Regions from separate parts of the Culex pipiens genome. Here region 2 is linked to region 1. The links are chromatin contacts, called in public Hi-C maps. All regions are on one chromosome and are shown on one strand. Each heading gives the region's core, a stretch centred on a gene start, on an enhancer-like site or on the middle of the called end of the contact. The rest is flanking DNA. Distances are from core to core; before and after follow the strand shown.

Evidence for each region. Hi-C and Micro-C count contacts between places; a contact is called where the count stands out from the background.
Region 2: a Hi-C map of whole pupa shows a contact between it and region 1, with 7 times the contacts expected there. The contact joins the promoter of LOC120419705 here to the promoter of LOC120431220 in region 1. A contact is called at or near these places in 2 of 3 Hi-C or Micro-C datasets (embryo and whole pupa).

The regions. Positions count from the first base shown.
Region 1 is chr1:48,955,521-48,958,760 of TS_CPP_V2, forward strand. LOC120431220 reads right to left here and starts at 1,774. Exons shown (of 3, transcript XM_039596363.2): 1 at 1,036-1,774. The coding sequence starts at 1,330.
Region 2 is chr1:49,526,463-49,529,702 of TS_CPP_V2, forward strand. It overlaps LOC120419705, which reads right to left and starts at 1,676. Exons shown (of 3, transcript XM_039582493.2): 1 at 1,105-1,676. The coding sequence starts at 1,336.

The DNA.
Region 1 (3,240 bases), core at 524-3,023:
CTTTCATTTTTTGAAAACTTATTATTTCAAAACAACTGAACTAGCGTGAAATGCATTTTAAAACACTTTTTCCATGCAAATGTTGAAACTATGGCTTGTTATTTCAGTATTTATATTTTTTATTTTTATGTCCCCCCCCCTCGACCCCGGCCAGAGCCGAGGGACAAAAACTTTGAAAAATAATTACATCGGCATAAAAAGTTTAACTAAAATCGGAAATTGTTTTTTCGTCTACCAATTTTCTCTGAAAAGTCCTAATCATAACCTACAACTTTGCTCAAGACACCAAATCTATCAGAAACTCACTTCTCAAGATACAGAGTTTCATACATTTACATAACCATTTTTTTACGACCAGCCTCGAAAATTGTATGGAGACTTCAATAGAAACACTAATCATGCAAAATGACTTCTTCTTGACATCATCCAAATTAAAGAAAAGTCGATTCGCGAAATCGTAGATCTATTCTTTTACAACAGACAATTTTTGCCTACAAACTACTGTCTTATAAAAAATTCTTGATTTGTTTGTTTAAAAAAATGGAAAATAGTTGCGTTTTGAACGTGATAGGATGTTTCCCACTCAGTGTATAATTATAACGTGAGCAATTTTCAGTGGGTCTAGAAAGCGTTATTGACACAAAATCATGCAAATTATGCTGGTTTAATTTAAAACCATAAGTAATTTTTACAATTTTAAAGTATTTTTGATTTCTTGTTCAAATCTCACTTCTGTGTGACAACTCTTTGACTGATTTTAAATGTTTAAATATTTGCTGACAATATTTAATCACGAGAAATGAAAATAATTAACCTTCAATTGTTGCACAACCCTATTCCTCCCACTTTCACAGCCTTCTTCGATCCGCCACATCACTTGACCCCAAACACACACCTCTTTACAATAGTGCAACATTTTCACCATATTTCATCACTTCATCTTCACCAATCGTGTGAGGTGCGGTCAGCACATCGTCAGAAATTAAATAAAACAAAAATAAAAAAAGCAAAACAAAACCAAACAAGCACTCTTACCTTCCATCGTACACCGATACAACACCTGGTGCAGGACGACTCGCATCAGTTGCCGGTTGTTGACGACGTCTGCCGTTAGCGGCGAGCTTCCGTGCAACGCACAGTTGTTGCTGTTGTTGTTGTTTTCATCATCACCACTTGCGGCCTGCTGCGCTACTGGTTGTTGACTTCCAGTAGCTGGCGGTGCAGTAGCAGCATGCTGTGATTGCTGCGACTGCAACTGGTAGCCGTATCCATACGAATCGTAGTAGCCCTTGGGGTCCTCCTCTTCCTCGCAGTAGAACGCGATCGCCATGTTGGCTGATGGGCGTCTGTCAGTCTTTTAAAAAAGTGTTTTTTAACCGTCTCAACTTATCTCACAACAATGCACTCACATCGGGAAAACGGTTCGGATGAAAGCGTCTTTTGTTAGCCCACGAAAACAACACGCAACGCACGTCAAGCGTTCTGTGCACAATGTTGTTGACCTGCGAAAAAGTTCTTCTGAAGCACACGCGAGAAACCTGTTCCTTCCTGGTGTACACCACAACACACTTCGCGGCAGGACAGGCTGACTGGCACCACAACAAGCTACGGGGCACGTGAAAGTCTTGGAGCCGTAATTACATCGAAGAAGCGCTCCGAACCTACGTGTGGGACGAACTCGAACACAGAAGAAGAAGAGCACACGTAACCAAACTAACGCGCAAACAAAGAACCCGTCAGAACATCCACACCGCTTGACTGCCGAACTTGAACTAAAGTCCTGCTGCATCGAAATTGCCTCACACTCCGGCTCATCCAAAAACCCGATACCCAGCCGAACCTACCCGAACGCACCTACACCACCGAACAACCCGTCACAGTATTGGTTGTGACCGTGCGACGTTGCAACGCTTTCGCGCAACGTCGCAGCTTGCTGCGACCGTGTCGTGCAACCTTCCACGCAACGTCACCTGGTTTTGTATTACCCCCTCCACTTTTTGGCGGTGCGACGTGCAACAGTCGCGCGCGACGTGATGTTCCCGTTGCAACACGTGACGAATAGTAGGCCGTGTTGCGATGAACCAGGAAGCAACGCCGACACCACGTGACGACGGGAATAGAACAGAAAACTGGGAGGTTCCTAGATAGAGGGAATGACGACGACGACGACGACACGTGTGCAGAGCAAGTCACGTCGCGGTGTGGATCGGATGTCGGTGGTGTGAGATGGTTGGTGGAAAAGAGGGAGTGTCTTCGGGGTTTCGTTTTTTTGGTGGTGGTGGCGGATGAGTAATCCTGCGGGCATGGGTTGAGAGATCCTTGAGGGATGGAATTTTTAGGGGTGGTGAAGGGGAAAAGGGTAAGAAATTTGTCTTTTAGTGATGATTCAACGAGATGGTGGAGCGCCATTTCCATTGATTCATGGTTAAATTTAATTTACTTTATGCATAGTTTTGCAATATCAATTCTTGAGAAAAAAAATAATTTCAACCTATCTGAACCTATAATTCCATTATTTTCTCAGATTAACAATGATTTAATCAAAAATAAATTTGAAACAAATATTTAAAAAATAACTTGTAAAGCATATTTTCAATATTAACTTCAAAAATATCAGAAAATCATAAAACAAAGTTTTGCCTGCTGATGATACAAATTGGTATTTTTTAAAGATTTTTCAGTACAAGTCGTACAATCATCCAACAGGCTCTGCCGATTGCTAATTTTTTTTTCTAACACCGTCAAGTCAAGTTGTTTTTTTTTCAAGATCCGAAGTAGTGAGTCCGAAACAGATTCTGACTGTCATATGGACATTCCGGAAAAATCGAAGGCTCTGTATGAAGCTGCCTACAAGTAATTTCAAGATAGGCAAGCCAAGGTAATTTGATGAGTGTAAAAAAAAACAGATGAGTTAAAATACCAGGAAAACACATAAAAGCAAAACTTTAAACAGTGCTCAAAAGTTCTACTTGTCAGCACTGTTTCATGGTTATGGAAAAGTGGGCTGTTTCATCTCTCTCAAATGACATGAAAAATTGATAGTTCCACAACGGAACTGCAAAAACACAATTTTATTCAAAAAAAAAAAAAGGAGATGGCAAAAATTAAAAATGATTGACATCTTTGATTTCAAATGAAAAAAATAAGCTTACAACTTGATGACAGTTATTAATCTGTACATTCAGGTAAAAATAGGTAGTTTATTAATTTTTCAGAAAATTATATTCAATTTAAAATCAA
Region 2 (3,240 bases), core at 426-2,925, 570 kb after region 1:
CCTACAATTCAATACAAAACTGTTGTTAACTGTTTAGAATGTGTATATGTGAAATTTGATGTTTTTGAGGCTTTTTGACCTTTTTTTGATCTTTTTATTTCAATATATTTTCAAAGACTTTGTTTCTTCACTTTAAAAAATTCGCAAAAAAATCAAGAAACACAAAACCTACAATTCAACAAAAATTAATCTGTTCACAAAATTTTACTATATTTATTTCATTTTTTTAATATTTAAAATCAACTAAACAAGCACTTCCAAATGAAACAAAAAACATGTATTTTGCACTATTAATAACAAATAATTTCAACTTGTAGAAACATATTTCACTAAATTTCACCACTGAAAGATTAGCGTAAAATTGAATCAGAATAAAACTTGCCAAAAATCAAAAGCATGAAATGTTTAAAATATTTAAACAATGATATTTTTGTCAAGAAAATTTTATAAGACTTTTAAGATTTTTTTAATCGAAATTTCAGGCTTGATTTTTAATTGAGAAACAAAATGCGAAATGTCTATCAAAATTATTTATTTCAGGTTTTTTAATGGTCTAATTAAAAATTATGTTTTGCTCTTTGAATGTTTTAGAAACCCATACGACGAAGTTGACTTTATAGCTGTCGGCCACCATTGCTAGTACCAACCACTAGTGTCTTCCTTTTTATCTACAAGGACTTCGCCGCCCTGGGCTCCTAAGTGTACGAGAGTATGGCACGGAGCGACGGCGCCGAATACCCATATTTACACAAAGAATTTTAGAGCGCCCGCCGCGGGATTCGAACCAGTGACCTCTGGATTGTGAGTCCAGTGCGCGGTCCGATTGATCCACACGGACGGGACCCATAGTCATGTTGAAACACCCAAAAATAAAATTTCAAAAAAACAATTTAAAACATAACATAACACTTATCAAATTCACCGGAGATTTGATATCATGATTAATTAAATTTTCTATCGCGTCAACTAAAATTCCGCACTTGATCAAAATTTCACCACCTGCCTGACCACCACACCTCTTCATGAATATTTTATCACACCACACCTTCACCATTTCTTCCACAAAACTTCCCGCACAATTATCGCAAAATCCCGATAACTCACCGTGCCGGGCATACGCCGCCAGTATCTGGTGAAAGGCCGCCACCAGCCGGTGCTGGCCGTTCTCGGCCGACAGCCGAACCTGTTGCGACACGTTCGTGCTTGCACCAACATGATGATGATGGTGCGGGTGTTGGTGTTGGGGCTGCTGGTTCGGCTGCCCCAACTGGTTGGCCGGCTTCCACTGGCCCTCGTCGTCCTCGTGCACCGAGGGAACGTTGAACGCCACTGCCATTGTTTTGACACTTGTATTGTTTTCGAAAACGGTATTCGTTTTGGTTTTGTTCAAGATTTTAAGGGATTTTTCCCCCGACAAGTCACTGATTGGGGAAACCACAAGTTTCGCGATTTTTCCGACTAAAGTTTTCCACTGCCAAGTCCTGGTTTGCTAATCACCGTCAGTCACGAATATCCGAACACAACGCGCCTGCTGCGACGACCAAACGCACTAACTTTGTCTTCCTGACTTGCAATCAAAACAAAGAACTTGCTCGTTTTCGATTCGACTTCTTTCGAGAGAGCACTCCGTATAAAAACACGTCCTCTTCCGACGACTGCTGAGATAGAACTAAAACTGCAGCCCGGCAGTAGCGCACACGAAACTTCGTAGCAGCACCACGTGTTGAAACGTGTTCCGCGATACACAAGAATCAACAAGCCGTAGCAGGCCGTGCCGAAGCACGAAGTGCGCGCTGCCGACTGCGTTTGGTGGTGTTGGTAGCCGGCGTGTACGGACACGAGCGTTCGGGTTGCGACGCGATAATGTTGCGCGACGTTCGGAGGTTTGCGCGGGAAAACTGACGTGACTTCGTGTTGTGGTTGCAGACGGTGTCTGCTCAACTTGTGTAAGTGCTTGTTACGACACGAACGCACACATGTTGAGCCTGCTCAACAAATCAAACACTGTCAGCAACAGCTCTAGAGAGTTGGGTGAATGTAAAAAGGACAGAATTTTTCGGCAAAAGAATAGGGGTGTAAACGAAAGATGGAAGATATCTTGTGCGAAGGACTCGTCGGTTTTACGGGTGTTGCAGGATTGGAGGGAACGAACCGGAGGAGTTGCCTTTGGATAGTAAAACATGCTTGATTGGGGTGAATTTGTTTATTTTTGGGAGAAAAATGGCTGTCTCTGGAAGGATACCAATAAAAAGTAAATATTTTCCATAAAATACTGAAACAGTACATGTTTCAAGACAGTTTCGAAATTATATGGATGACTTTTTGGGCTCAATTTTTAAATATATGGAATCCTCGGGAAACTTCACGTTAGTTTGAAGTAAAGGAGTTGTTAATTTGATTTAAAAAAAATGCCATTTAAAATGAATAGTAGTTTATGCAACAAGTTGCAAAAAAAGGATTTTTTCAGCACGAGTCGTACATTTATCCAACGAGGTTCACCGAGTTGGATAAATACGACGAGTGTTGAAAAAATCTAGTTTTGCAACGAGTTCCATACAACATTTTTTGCAATTTCGAAAAACACTCATTGAGTGAAATTTTAAGTCGAATTTTCATGTATTTTGTCAATAAATCGTTTAAATCAAAAAAATGTTGAAAAGTGTTACTTTTCGAAACAAGTGCTGAAAAGTTCAACTCTTCAGCACCCATTTCAGTGCTGAAAAGTAGAACTTTTCAGCATTGATTTTGAAAAGTGTTGCTATTCGATTCTGTTATTTTTGGTACAGAAAAGTAGGCTATTTCGTCGTTCAAGAATGACAGGAAATGTAAGTAGTATCACAACGGAATTTCAAAAAATATTTTTTTAACATTTTGTTGAATTCGAGGTAAAACAGATATTCGCCTACTTGATACAGCATTTGACGTACCATAATCTGGGGTAAATCGGGATTACAGTCTGAATAGGGACAGCAGTGTTAGAGCACTTAAAGCTTTTAAATTTGTAAATGGATGTACACATTTTGTTGGCCTAAATCTGTTCTAACCGAAACCAACCAGAAAAATCAAAATATTGTGCTCCAACATGGTTAAAACTGCTGTCTCAATTCGCCCCATGTGTCCCGATTGACCCCAGTTTACGGTATTCATCACAGGGTAAACAAAATCTAACTTTTTTCGAAAAAGGTTTTATTTAATTAAAACAATATAAAGTTTACGACTCGAATGCTTCAATCTCACGTG